Linked DNA regions of Pan troglodytes: region 1 is linked to region 2. The links are chromatin contacts, called in public HiChIP or PLAC-seq maps. All regions are on one chromosome and are shown on one strand. The core of a region is the stretch at or near the end of the contact, and the rest is flanking DNA. Distances in the headings are between cores, read along the strand shown. Region 1 holds the start of RNASEH2B (ribonuclease H2 subunit B). Region 2 holds the start of TRIM13 (tripartite motif containing 13).

Evidence for each region. HiChIP or PLAC-seq counts read pairs in DNA pulled down with a chosen protein or histone mark.
Region 1: an H3K4me3 HiChIP or PLAC-seq map of stem cell-derived excitatory neurons shows a contact between it and region 2, with 16 times the contacts expected there. The contact joins the promoter of RNASEH2B here to the promoter of TRIM13 in region 2. A contact is called at or near these places in 2 of 7 Hi-C or Micro-C datasets (induced pluripotent stem cells and stem cell-derived neural progenitor cells) and 1 of 1 datasets of contacts at active chromatin or transcription factors (stem cell-derived excitatory neurons).

Annotation. Positions count from the first base shown.
Region 1 is chr14:56,502,525-56,509,207 of NHGRI_mPanTro3-v2.0_pri, forward strand. RNASEH2B (ribonuclease H2 subunit B) reads left to right here and starts at 3,545. Exons shown (of 12, transcript XR_010150741.1): 1 at 3,545-3,944. It overlaps LOC104001840 (a long non-coding RNA gene), which reads right to left and starts at 4,425. Exons shown (of 5, transcript XR_001708730.3): 1 at 4,287-4,425.
Region 2 is chr14:55,585,260-55,592,252 of NHGRI_mPanTro3-v2.0_pri, forward strand. It overlaps TRIM13 (tripartite motif containing 13), which reads left to right and starts at 4,964. Exons shown (of 3, transcript NM_001246517.1): 1 at 4,964-5,026; 2 at 5,945-6,041. It overlaps LOC745092, which reads right to left. Exons shown (of 11, transcript XM_063792558.1): 8 at 5,352-5,697; 9 at 2,027-2,195.

The DNA.
Region 1 (6,683 bases), core at 2,295-4,794, 920 kb after region 2:
CTCATTTAATTTCTCCTGCCCCTCATTCCTTACCCATGCTTTCTCCCATTCCTCTCCATATTAAAGACACCCATATTTTATTTAAGTCCCAGAGTATATGGACAGGATGTGCAGGTTTGTTCCATAGGTAAACGTGTGCCATGGCAGTTTGCTTCACCTATCACCCCATCACCTAAGCATTAAACTCAGTATGCATTAGCTCTTTTCTCTAATGATCTCCTCCCCGACCACCCTCCGCTTACAGGCCCCAGTGTGTGTTGTTCCCCTCCCTGTGTCCATGTGTTCTCATTGTTCAGCTCCCACTTATAAGTTAGAACATGCGGTGTTTGGTTTTCTGCGTCTGCATTCGTTTGCTGAGGATAATGACCTCCAGCTTCATCCATGTCTCTGCAAAGGACATGATCTCATTCCTTTTTATGGCTGCATGGTATTCTGTGGTGTATATGTACATTTTCTTTATCCAGTCTATCATCGATGGGCATTTGGGTTGATTCCATGTCTTTGCTATTGTGAATAGTGCTGCAATGAACATACACATGCATGTATCTTTATAATAAAATGATTTATATTCCTTTAGGTATATACCCAGTAATGGGATCGCTGGGTCAAATGGTATTTCCAGCTCTAAATCTTTGAGGAATCACCACACTGTCTTCCACAATGGTTGAATTAATTTACATTCCCACCAACAGTGTAAAAGAGTTCCTATTTCTCCCCAGTCTTGCCAGTATCTGTTGTTTCTTTTTTTTTCTTTCTTTTTTTTTTTTTTTTTTTTGAGACGGAGTTTTGCTCTCGTTGCCCAGGCTGGAGTGCAATAGCGCGATCTTGGCTCACTGCAACCTCTGCCTCCCAGGTTCAAGCAATTCTCCTGCCTCAGCCTCCCGAGTAGCTGGGATTACAGACACGCGCCACCACGCCTGGCTAATATTTTTTGTATTTTTAGTAGAGATGGGGTTTCTCCATGTTGGTCAGGCTGGTCTTGAACTCCTGACCTCAGGTGATCCGCCCACCTCGGCCTCCCAAAGTGCTGGGATTACAGGCGTGATCCACCGTGCCCGGCCTCATCTGTTGTTTCTTGACTTTTTAATAACCACCATTTTGACTGCCATGAGATGGTATATCATTGTGGTTTTGATTTCCATTTCTCTAATGATCAGTGATGTTGAACTTTTTTCATATGTTTGTTGGCCACATGTATGTAAAGACACCCATTTCTTTATGTGCTTGACATGGCCTTAAATATGCATGTATCCTTGTAAATTACATCGTGTTGTTCTTTGTGCCTTTTAAATTTACCTACATGGTATTCTGCTAAAAATAATTTCCTGCATCTAAATTTTTTTCTTTAGATACAAAGCATCTGTTTGTATATGTACACCAATCACTGTGTCAAACTGCTGTATACATAGCCCATATACAATACACATTGTAGCATTATTTATAATAACAGTTTGAAATAACCTAAATACTGCACACTAGGGAATGGATAACTAACCCTAGTACACCAGCTGTGTTAAATATCATGCCTTCATTAACAATGATACTTCTCGATATGAAGGGGCACATGCTTATGACAATGTTAAGTGAGAAAAGCAGACAAAACAGTCTAAATTGTGACAACAACCACAAAAATATACATTAATACAGCCAAGGGCTAGAAAGGATCAGAGAAAAATGAAACAGGTATGTATGTCTGAGCAAGGGAATCATGGGTAACATTTCTCATGTACAGTAGCTCCCCCTATTCGAAGTTTCACTTTCCAAGGTGTCAGTTACCCCCAGTCGAACTTGGTCCAAAAATATTACACGAAAAATTCCAGAAACAATTCGTAAGTTTTAAAGTGTACAGTGTTCTGAGTGGTGTGAAGAAATCTTGCACCATCCAGCTTCGTCCTGCAAAGGACCTGAATTCTACCTTTGTCCAGCGGATCCACACTGCAGAAGGTCCCCTCCTTATGAGTCACTTGGTAGCTGCAAGAGTAGTGATGCTGGCATACTGTGAGAATTGTTCTATTTTATTATTATTGTTGTTCATCTCTTACTGGGCCTAATTTTCAAATTAAACTTTATCACAGATATACATGCAAAGGAAAAAACAGTATATTAGGGTTTGGTACTATTTGCGGTTTTAGGCCTTCACTGGGGGTTTTGGATCCCATCCTACAGGAATAATGGGGTGCTCCTGTAGCTGTTAGTAAGACGATGGTGTGCCTGGGGATTTGTGCTATACACCACAGCATCTTCTACAGTCGTTTTCGGGGAGAGGGAAGATCAGAGCAGTACCAATCTGCTGCTCCTTGCCCCAAAACTGGCAAGAGGCGCCTTTCCTCAGCCAGAAAGGCCTCTTCTCCACCAGCTGTGTCCTGCAATCAACTGCAGCTGTATTGGTCTCACCCCATGGGAAACAGGTTTGAAGTTAAAAACCTTTTCAGAGGGCCGAGATAAATTTAGTGCTGCTAAATTTAACTATCTTCAAGATTAAACTTGAAAAGCAAAGTGCATGAGTTATGTATATTATTCTTTCAATTGTGCAAAAATAAGACATTAACTTGTTTTTGCATGGAAAAATTCTGCAAGAATAGAGAAGAAATGTTAACAGTTACCCCTGGGATCTGGGATAAAAGAGATACATCATGCTTTTCTTTAAAAAAAAAAAAAATAGGTTTTTGTGGATTTTTTTGTTTTTGTTTTTTTGACAGAGTCCAGCTCTGTAGCCCAGGCCAGAGTGCAGTGGTGGGATCTCGGTTCACTGCAACCTCCATCTCCTGGGTTCAAGTGATTCTTGTGCCTCAGCCTCCGTAGTAGCTGGGATTACAGATGTGCACCACCGCACCCAGCTAATTTTTGTATTTGCAGTAGAGACGGAGTTTCACTTTGTTGGTCAGGCTGGTCTCCAGCTCCTGACCTCAGGCGATCCGCCCGCCTCGGCCTCCCAAAGTGCTGGGATTACAGGCCTGAGCCACTGCGCCTGGCCCGTGCTTTTCTCTAAAGTATGAAAGGAATATGTACTTTCTTCTTAAAAACCATGTACCAAACAGCACTTTTCAATTAAAATGTTATTTTTAAAAGTTTAAATCCCCAAATTTCATGGCTCTAACTTTTTAAACATCACTTTTTAAATAAATGTCTAAGTTTTTAACTCAGTATACAGCGTTCTCCAAAACAACAAATTCATATTCTGAGCCCAAAACTGTGCACCTCTTTTAGTGATGAGGACGGAGTCCAAATTGAGGACATCCCTTATAGCTCACAATGCACACATATTCTCACATCAATAGCAACATAGAATGCAACTGATGACCAATATATATTCACAAATAATTGAGGACCATGGCTAAGAGTTGCATTCGGATTCCGATGTGACTGCTATTGTCCTTAACACGGACTAGCTCCAGGTGAGTCCCCCGGCCCCGGGGGTGTGGCGGGCGTCACCCGTTGTCCGGGCACACACCCCGCAGACCCAATCCTAGCCCGCTGGCTAGACCATGGAGGGCCGCTGGGTGCAGCCACAGAGCGCGGGGCCCCGGCGACCCCGCCCCGCTCCGCGTCACTCGGCGCCCTGCGGCGCGCGATGAGCACCTACCACTAGCGGAGCCGCGAGGGAGAGGCCGCGGCCCCTTCCCGTTGCCTGCGGCCACGGGCCGGCATTCAGAGCCCCTCGCCTGGCGCTAAATTTAAAAACGTAACACGAGCAGCAGGCTGGTCTCGGAAACGAAACGAAACTCGGTCCCTGGGCCTCCTCCCGGGCGCTGCCGGTCCCTGCCGGTCCCTCAGCGCGCCGCGCCACCCGGAACAGACCCCTCTCCCGCCATTTTCGGCGGGGCTGGGAGACTGAGGCCCGCGGCGCTGAGCCTGCGGCGCCCCGGAAGAGGCGGGCGGCATGGCCGCTGGCGTGGACTGCGGGGACGGGGTTGGCGCCCGGCAGCACGTGTTCCTGGTTCCAGGTAAACACGCGCGCCCGGGCGGCAGGGGCGGCCCAAGAACTGGCGGAGCGGCCCGCGACCCCGGGCGCGCCGCCCCCCACCCCGGTGGCTCCCACTACCCGGCCCGGCGCGGGATGGGATTCTCTCTGGGACAGCTGGCCCCGCATTTTGGTCACACGTCATAGCAAGCCGCGGTTTTCAAACCCGGAGGCGCCGAAAAGGACCGAGCGTGTTTCCCGGGCCCTGATCCCCGGTGGCTCGGGTGGGAGGGTGGAAGCCGACTCAGCCTGAGGGGAGCCACGCGGGTTCGCGGTCACCGGTGCGCTGCGGGCCCCGGAGGTTTCTGCCCTTGGTGTCCCCTACCTGGCAGCTGGCCCTGCTTCTGTGATCCTACTGGGTCGGAACCAGGGATCCAGTAGGCTCGAAGTGGCCTCAGACGGTGCGCAGTTTTAAGAAAGCAAAGGGACAGGCCTGCAGTGGCGAGGCAGGAGGGAAGCGGGATGGGAGTCGCGGTTAGGCCAAGGGTAGTTCAAAGTGATTCAGCAGGATGATGACCACAGGAGTGCTGGAGCCGGGCCTTTCAGCCCCCGTGTGGATGATGACCGGCCATCCAGGACATGCGAGGGCTTGGGACAGTGGACAGCCAGTGCCACACAAGGAAGGACCGATTAAATGACACAGCTAAAGGAATTTGGCCTAGGGAGTGCAAGCCAGAAAGGTTTGGTCTTTTTATATATGTAACATTGGAAAAAAGGAACATCTCCTGTTCCCTGTATTAAGTTTTGAGTTTAGCTCAGCAAATGCAGTGTTTGTTGCAGTAAATATACTCTGATAACAATATTCTTTCCCAGGAATTTAGAGTTTTATGATGGTTATTGAAAATGTTTGCATGACAGGCTGTCAATAATATTTTTTGCCTCTAAAAATAAAACATACATAAAGTGTACGGATTTTAAGTATGCAACTCACTGAACTTTTCATACGTATACACCACCCTAGTAACCATCCCCCAGTTCAAGATGTAGTCTGTTTCCAATAACGCCTCATGCCTGTTCCTAGATAGCCCCAGGAACCTCTATGCTGACCTCTGTCACCAGAGATTAGTTTTGCCTGTTTGAATAAGAGTGTACCCCTTTGTGTCTGGCTTCTTTCACTCTGAAAGATTCATCCTTGTTGTGAAATTCATTCATGTTGTAGCAGTTGTTTGGTTGGTTGGTTAGTTTTTTCATTGCTGTTTCTGTTTAATTGTATGAGTATCCATACTGTGTATCTCTACTGTGGATGGACATTTGGGTTGTTTCCAGTTTGCAACTATTACAAGTTACACTTCTCAGAGCATTCCTTTAGGCGGCTTTTGGTAGACATGGGCACTCATATCTCTAGGGTGCATACGCTGGAGTGGAATGGCTGGTTCTAGTACTTGTGTGTAGAGCTGTAGTTGACAATGTTAAATGGTTTTCCAAAGTGGTTATACTGATTTATATTCCCACAAGCAGTGTATGAGAGTTCCCATTGCTGCACATCCTCAGTAAAAACGTTTGGGTGGTAAAACAGCTAATGCAAAATTCAGGGTTTTGACAGAATCTCGCAAAGGGCTACCCGTATACATGCTTTTCATTAGAAAAATCATCCTTTCTTCTCACTTCGTCACATCAAGACAATTAGATTTTCAGAGTAGGAACTCTAATCATTCTTTCAGAATCAAGTGCATTATTGTTATTTCAGATATACACAATAGCTGATGATAATTTGAGCTTCTTATTTTGTTGTTCTGTTTAATCAGTATTGACATCGTCATTTTATACGTGTGTTTGTGTCCTTGTATTAAACACAAAACCCTCAAAAGAATTAAATATTGATTGTATCCCTGAAAATTGTAGGTTTTAATATATCTACTGCTGGGTTGTGGGAAGAGTTTCAGTTGAGTTTCTGTTCAGAGCTGAGATCTACTGTGACCTTTTAAGGCATTGGGGGAGGCTGAGCAGCTGTTGGGACTGCTAGAAAGAGCTGTGTGGTCAGGGGGGCAGGAACTCTTAACAGTTAAAAACTTGAGCTACCAGCTCCTGCAATTCTTCCTTCTGGCCTTTAGCGCCACCTGCAGGCTCTGAGGGTACAACAAGGTTTGACAGCGACTGCAGTGCAACACTAGTTCTCAAACTTGAGGGCATCATTTACCTGGGGAGCTGGGCCTCAGTTCCCAGAGGTGCTGGTTCAGTAGGTCCTGGGCTGGGGCCAGAGAATGTGCATTGGTAACAAGTTCCCAAGAGATACTGATGCTGCTGGTCCGGAAACCACTGCCCCCACCCCAGGAACCACTGCAGTAAAGACTTTGGGAACTAGATTGGGATATAAGAATGACAAGCCTCATGTTTGGCCCTCTTTGTGCTGGGCCAGAATTTATATGGTCAAGGAAGTGCATGTAAGTGCAGAGTGTGAGGCTCATCTTCCCAGATGTAGTTGTCTTCTTTTCCAGAAGATGAGAAATCAGCCTGCTTAGTTACCCATTCGGGAGTTGGAAACGATATGCCCCTGGCTGAGGGAGCACCATACTCCAGTAAAGCTGGGCCCTTAATAAAGAAAACAAAGATTATTAAACATTTTTCAAAAGTATTTGGCGGAGGCGGCTTGTATTCGGTTTTAGAAAACTTGGGATCTGAAGAACTTACTTTGTGTACTGAAAAGTGAGCACATGAACCCACAGGCCAACAGAACTTTAAAGGGATTTATCCATGAGACAAGGGTAAAGATGCCTAACCTTGC
Region 2 (6,993 bases), core at 3,714-6,213:
TCCTCTTTCTCTTCTTCAAATCTTGTGATTTTTAAAGATGCAGTTCAACTCCCACCCACCTCCCTTATGAAATCTTCCCTTATGCTTCTAGTGCCTTCCTCTGGCCTTGTCTTCATCACTTATTTTGGGTTTTAAACAACGACTATTATGTACTTAGTAACAGTACTTGTGTCCTTTTTTTTTTTTTGAGACGGAGTTTCGTTCCCGTTGCCCAGGCTGGAGTGCAATGGTGTGATCTTGGCTCACGGCAACCTCTGCCTCCCGGGTTCAAGTGATTCTCCTGCCTCAGCCTCCCGAGTAGCTGGGATTACAGGCGCCCGCCACCATGCCCAGCTACTTTTTGTATTTTTAGTAGAGACGGGGTTTTGCTATGTTGGCCAGGCTGGTCTCGAACTACTGACCTCAGGTGATCCACCTGCCTTGGCCTCCCAAAGTTCTGGGATTACACATGTGAACCACTGTGCCCAACCTTGTGTCTCTTAGCCGAATGGGAATTACCTTTGATGCCTAGCACAATCCTGAGAATTATAAAATTTGAGTGAGTATAAAATTATAAGCATATGCTAGTATTACCTTAATTACCTCTGACCTATTTTACTTTATTCTTACAGTTTTTCTATCTACAGAAATAGTATAACTAAACGTCAAGTTTACTATTGCTTAAGTGTCTCTCATTCTCTTTCAAAGAAACTGATCTTGGTGTTGTCTCCATTTAATGCATACTCTTCACTGTGCAACTGAAATATAGAGAGTCTGGAATTTTCCTCAAACTAGGGACTAATTCCCTTTAATTTCATCAAGTCTTAGGTAAGTTCTTGTGTTTTGTGATAAATACATTTTTACCTTCCTTTTAATGGAATATTTGAATGTTCAATTTCTCCAAAAATACAGAACTTTAAAAAACCCAAAAAACAGTAAGGTCTTTCTTTCATTGAGTTTGATGTTTATTGTTTTTCTCTCCTTTCTCCAAGCACAGGGGAAGAGGTATAAAAGCAGAGGGATATATGCTTTTGAAAAGCCACCCTGGGCTAGATGCAGAAAAGCAGAAATTATGGTGCTAGCTTCTTTTACTGCATAGGCAGTTTAGCTCTGCTTAAGACTATTGTACTTGAGTCCTAAGTTTACAAATCTAGGGAAATCATGCTTACAAATGAGCATGGTTTTCTTTTTGCATATAACAGCACCAATTACTTATTAAACACCTACTATACATCAGATGCAATGTTGGTTGCTTTATATGTTACCTAATTTTCATGATCAAATGTATCATGATTTCCATTTTACAAATGAGGAAACCGAGGCTTAGAGATGCTAAGTAACTTTAACAACTAGTAAATGGCAGAGCTAGAGTTTGGATGCAGAACTGATTCCAAAGCCTATGCTCTTTTCTCTACATCTTGCACTGTCAGTGTCTTTTAGTGGCAGGAATTCTCACTGGGGAATGTTGGGGCTTGCATCTATGACTCTGGCAGCTAAATGGAAGGATAGAATAATAATAAAAAAGTTCCATTGTATCTAGGGAGGCTTACCAGACCCCTTCCCCTATGCACAGTTGCTCCAGGCTTTGTTATTAGATGTTCCTCACTCTGACAATTTACATTTCAGTGTACACTAAATTTGGCACTGTCCCTTTTGTTATGGAACATCTGATCATTTCTGTCTGGGTAGGTGGGGAGGAAGGCTGAGAAGTTTTTATCTTTGTCAAGGCCCAGGAATGAAAACAACACCAGGAAGTAAATCAATGCAATAATATACATTTTATATTAAAAATATAATATGCAGGATATTTTATATTTAATATTAGTATATAACATATTAATATATAAACATTATTTAACATTATGCATTTTATATATATTAGAAATGCTACCCTGTAAAAATATATTTCTCAGAGGGGCCGGCATTCGGGGGCGGGGGGGGCAATACATTTATCACACAATATGAAACTTACATAAGACTAGATATATCTATAGTCTTCGTGCTGTGCTGATATATAAATTCCAAGTTTCAGCTGTTAGTTACTTACTTGAAGATCAGTAGAAGGAAATTTCAGTGTGACAAGAATGTTGACAATCCCTGTGCTATCTGTACTAGGATCTAGTTCCACTGTGCTCTTCCAGGGAAGGATGTAGCTGTGTATGCAGGTTTTAGTTGGACAGTCATCTTTTTCTAGTGGCAGTTTCCCAGTCGCTGTTCTGTGTATTAGGACCACGGGAGGACAGAAAAGGTTATTCTTCCTTCTCCATTTTTCCACACTTAAGAGAATTTAATATACTGTGTTTTCTAGTTAGTAGTTAATTTTGTGTAATAGTCTAGAGATTGCTATACAGATTTAATGTGTTTTACACTTAGTTGGGCAAAAGTGTATTAGTATCTACCGCCAACCAGATCTAACTACATAAATATATATTATATAATTACATTAAGGATAATTTGTGGGTTTTGCGTGTGAACCCTAAAAATCTGAGCCAGGTCCCAGTTAATTTAGAAAGTTTATTTTGCCACGGTTGAGGATGCGTGCCCATGATACAGCCTCAGGAGGTCAGAACCCGAGGTGGTCAGAGCAGTTTGGTTTTGTACATTTTAGGAAGACACGAGACATCAATCAGCGTGTGTAAGATGAACACTGGTTCAGTCCAGAAAAGGTGGGACGACTTGAAGCAAAGGTGGGACAACTCAAAACAGGGGGCGGGCTTCCAGGTTTTAGGGAGATAAGAGGCAAATCACTGCATTCTTTTGAGTTTCTGGTTACCCTTTCCAAAGGAGGCAATCAGATATTCATTTATCTCAGTGAGCAGAGGGGTGACTTTGAATAGAATCGGAGGCAGGTTTGCCCTAAGCAGTTCTCCGAAGCTTGACTTTTTCCTTTAGCTTAGTGATTTTGGGGCCCCAAGATTTTCCTTTCACATGAGTTAATAACTGTCCAGTGTTGTGAAATATCATTTTAATATTAGGATATCTGAAATGTTTCCATATGGCTGGGTGTGGTGGCTCACGCCTGTAATCCCAGCACTTTGGGAGGCTGAGGCCTGAGGAACACTTGAGCCCAGGAGTTTGACACCAGCCTGGGCAACATAGTGAGACTCTATCTCTACAAAAAATAAAATTAGCCAGGCGTGGTGGCGCATGTCTGTGGTCCCAGCTACTTGGGAGGCTAAGGGAGGAGGATAATTTGGGCCCGGGGGCTTGAGGCTGTAGTGAGCCATGATCATGCTACTGCACTCCAGCCTGGGGGACAGAGATAGACCCTGTCTCAAAATCAATCAACACACAATGACAACAAATAAATGAGATGTTTCTACAGATCACTTTGTTTTTTTAGAAACACTAAATTAATTAATTAATTTAGTTATTGAGACGGAGTCTTGCTCTGTTGCCCAGGCTGGAGTGCAGTGGTACGATCTCGGCTCACTGCAACCTCCATCTCCCGGGTTCAAGCTATTCTCCTGCCTCAGCCTCTCAAGTAGCTGGGACTACAGGCATGCGGCACCATGACCGGCTAATTTTTGTATTTTTAGTAGAGACCAGGTTTCACCATGTTGGTCAGTCCGGTCTGGAACTCCTGACCTCAGGTGATCTGCCCGCCTCGACCTCCCAAAGTGCTGGGATTACAGGCGTGAGCCACCGTGCCTGGCCTAAAAACACTAAATTTAGTAAGGTACTGGGGTGCAGTTTTGTCACTGACAGTTATGGTGCTGTAGAAAGAGCCCATATCTGGAGTCTGCCTTTAGCCTCAGCTCTGCCTCTTGTTTTTGTACCTTGGAAAAGTCACTTCACCTGTTTTCTCATCTATATAGGATGAAGATCATAATTTCTTTTACACAGTGTTATGAGACTGAATGACAGAAATTAAAAGAAGTGTTCTACAAAGGCAAAGTTAGGTTTCTTACAGCAGGAAGGGAGATGCACACAGAGAAGTGGGAATCTCAGGAGACGGATGTGGCCAGGGGCTTTTTACGGGGGTTGGGCTAAGCATTATTAGTCAACGGGCTATACTGCTATTTATGGTAGGTCTTGAATACCATTTCTCCAAAATAACCGATTTCCTCCCCAAACCCAAACTTCCTCAACTGGGATCGAACTCAATCCTACAGCGTGTTCTGAGATTCTATACTCGCCTCACTTCTCCCAAGATCGTACATTTTGGAGGAGCCATTCCTTCATCATCCATGTTTGCATCCTTCACACCGTTCATTGGTTAAGTGCTTAGTACGTTTGCTATTGGGCAAGGTCCTCAAACGGGAGGTGGACGTCAGAATAGTCAGGTTAGCGACTGAGTAACTGTTAGTGGTGGATAATTTAAAGCCAATTTGAAAGTTCATCCTTTCCCCCCAAAGGCAAAAACAGGCGTTCCTTTTCTTAAAAGAGAATTTTAAATAGAATTGGGTCTCTGGTGTCCTGCCTAAAGCCCGCAAAGAAAGAGGGTCACGGTTGGGGGTGGGGGTGATGGGGGATACTGAACCCTCTTCTGGTTGCGCCTTGCCCGGAGCCCCCGGCTAGAGCCCTGGCGCTCCTGGCGCGCTCCCAACGCGAATCGGTGACTCCGCAGGCCGCGCAGTGCGGAGGTGCCAGTCCCACCCTCCCCCTTGTGCGGTGCGGGGCTCCATTTCCCCGAGCCGCTGGGGTCAGCTTCTGGTCTTGAGATGCGGATGAAGTGGTGTGAAGGGTTGGGCTTTTTTTTTTGTTCCTAAAAATGCAACGAACAAAAAAAAAAGTACAACAATCCAAACCCAACCATCTTAATTGCACGGCAGCTTAACTGGGAGACTTTCTTCCCGGGCGGCCCCACCCGGGACCGCGCCGCTTCAGTCGAGCCCACCGTCTGGGCAAACGGCGTCCACTTCCCGGAGCCGCTGCCCAGCCTCTGCGGGGGGGCTTTGGGCGCGCGCAGAACTCTGGAAGGGAGAAAAGCCCGCAGCCCGGCCCTCCCCGTCCCAGGCGGCCCGCGCGGGTGGACGGCGGGAGCAGGCGGCGGTTGGAGACGCCGGCAGGAACGCAGTCTCACCACCCGGCTCCCTCCGCCAAGGCGAGGCGCGGCCGGGGAGGCGGGACACAGGCGAAGCGGGACGGGGAGGCGGGGCCGGAGGTGCAGGCGGAGGCGGGCGACGGGGAAGGGAGGGGGAGAGGGAGGGGGAGAGGGAGGGGGAGGGGAGGGGGAAGGGACGGGAGGGAAGGGGGAGGGGGAAGGGACGGGAGGGAAGGGGGAGGGGAGGGGGAAGGGACGGGAGGGAAGGGGGAGGGGAGGGGGAAGGGACGGGAGGGAAGGGGGAGGGGAGAGGGAAGCGGGAGAGGGAAGGGGGCGGAGCTAGCCGGAGCCGCGAGTCCATTTTGGGGCTGTGCTTGGCGCGTACCGTGCGGTGCCTGTAGTTGGAGGACGGGCGGTCGCGCGGCCTTTCCCACTAGCCGGAGGTCGGAGATAAGTACCCGCCGCCTGGCTCCCCTCGGGAAAGCGGGGTGGTCCTCGAACCTTCAGCGAGGGTGGGGACTTGCCCAGGTCAGCAGGGATCTGCGTGGGTTGGGGGGGCTGGCGAAGGCCGTCTGAGCTCCAGTCCGGCAGCGCGGCGGAAACCAGCGGGGCACTGTCATGGGCCTGGGGAGGAGCGGCCTGCGGAGGGCGCCGGGGCAGTGTGTCTGTGGTCCAGAAAACCTGCTCCGTCCGGAGCCTTCCTGGCCCCGCTACCAGCGTCTCCACATCCCCTAGAAAAGAAAAGACGGGTGTGGGCCTTAGGTTACAGCGCGCCGCCAGCGTTTGGTTGCATGGCGCCGGGGGAGGGCGCCCTAACCGAGAAGCTGCTTAATACAAAGAGCTCCAGGCTCCTGGCGGTTCACCAGGTCTAAACAGCCGGGCTTTATTTGTGGGGGCGATTGAAAAAATTGAGGGTCAAGATTGGGGTGCTGTGCAAATAAATGCGTTAATACTGTTCTTTTTCTTCTTTCTTTGCAGTAGCCTCTAGTTCGTTAGTCAAAACGTGAAAAAAAAGACCTGCTTTGCCCTGGGAAATAGTAACCCTGCCAAATACATCAGCTTGTAGGAGACAGAGGTAAACTACAATAATTTTCCTGTGTTATCTTTTTTTTTTTAAACACCCAATTTCAATAGGCTCTAGAACCTTCCAAAATGGAACTGTGTGTAGAATACGTATGTTCCCATCCACTTTCATTGGTGGTCTTTGTTCTTTGCATATTTTGTTAAAACTTAGAAAAACAGAATTCACGTTTAGCAATTATTTATGTGGTATTTATCTTAAATATATCCAAACATTCATATTACAAAGGAAGAAAGGGGCTTCCACACTTTTTTCCTAGTTTTTTTTCCCTTCTCCTATGCTTAGTGAATTGTCAGGCTGCTAGGGCTTGTAGAACAGGGCTTGAGTTTTCTAGAGACCTTTATATAATAGGCACTTTAAAAGCAGAATTTCATTTACATAGGCACTCCTTCTAGTAGAACTTGATGGAGCTGTTAACCGGCTATACTTCCTTCTTGCACAATGGGAGCGTCCCTATCCCTCCCTAAAAATACGTTTTTTTTCCTTTCTACCAGCTGGCTTACTAAACCTCCCTGGGAAGTCCTTTCCTAAAACCGGGCTGTTCTGTTCATTCTATACATTTATGATAGGTTATCTGGCCTTAATTCTGTCACAGCTTTTGTTCAGATATGCTCATTTTCATGACACTGCTTTGTACCTGATACCTTATGTAATACTTGTTTTGCCTTGCTTTGAAATCACAGTTCAAGTTTAGAACCTTTTCTTGCTTGATACACTGATGCTCCAAAATAACACCTTAAATGTGTAGAGTTTGCACATATGTAATTAAACCTTATGTTTGTATAGTTTCGTAGTTTATGGAATTCTCACACATCACACAGGAGTTAAGAAATTACTTTTAGGCAGCTAGAAAGAGTAAAAGAGTTCTCGGTGGAATTTTCCTTTAATAAAAAGCAGCTCCTGGCCGGTGACTTTGGGAGGCTGAGGTGGGTGGATCACTTGAGGT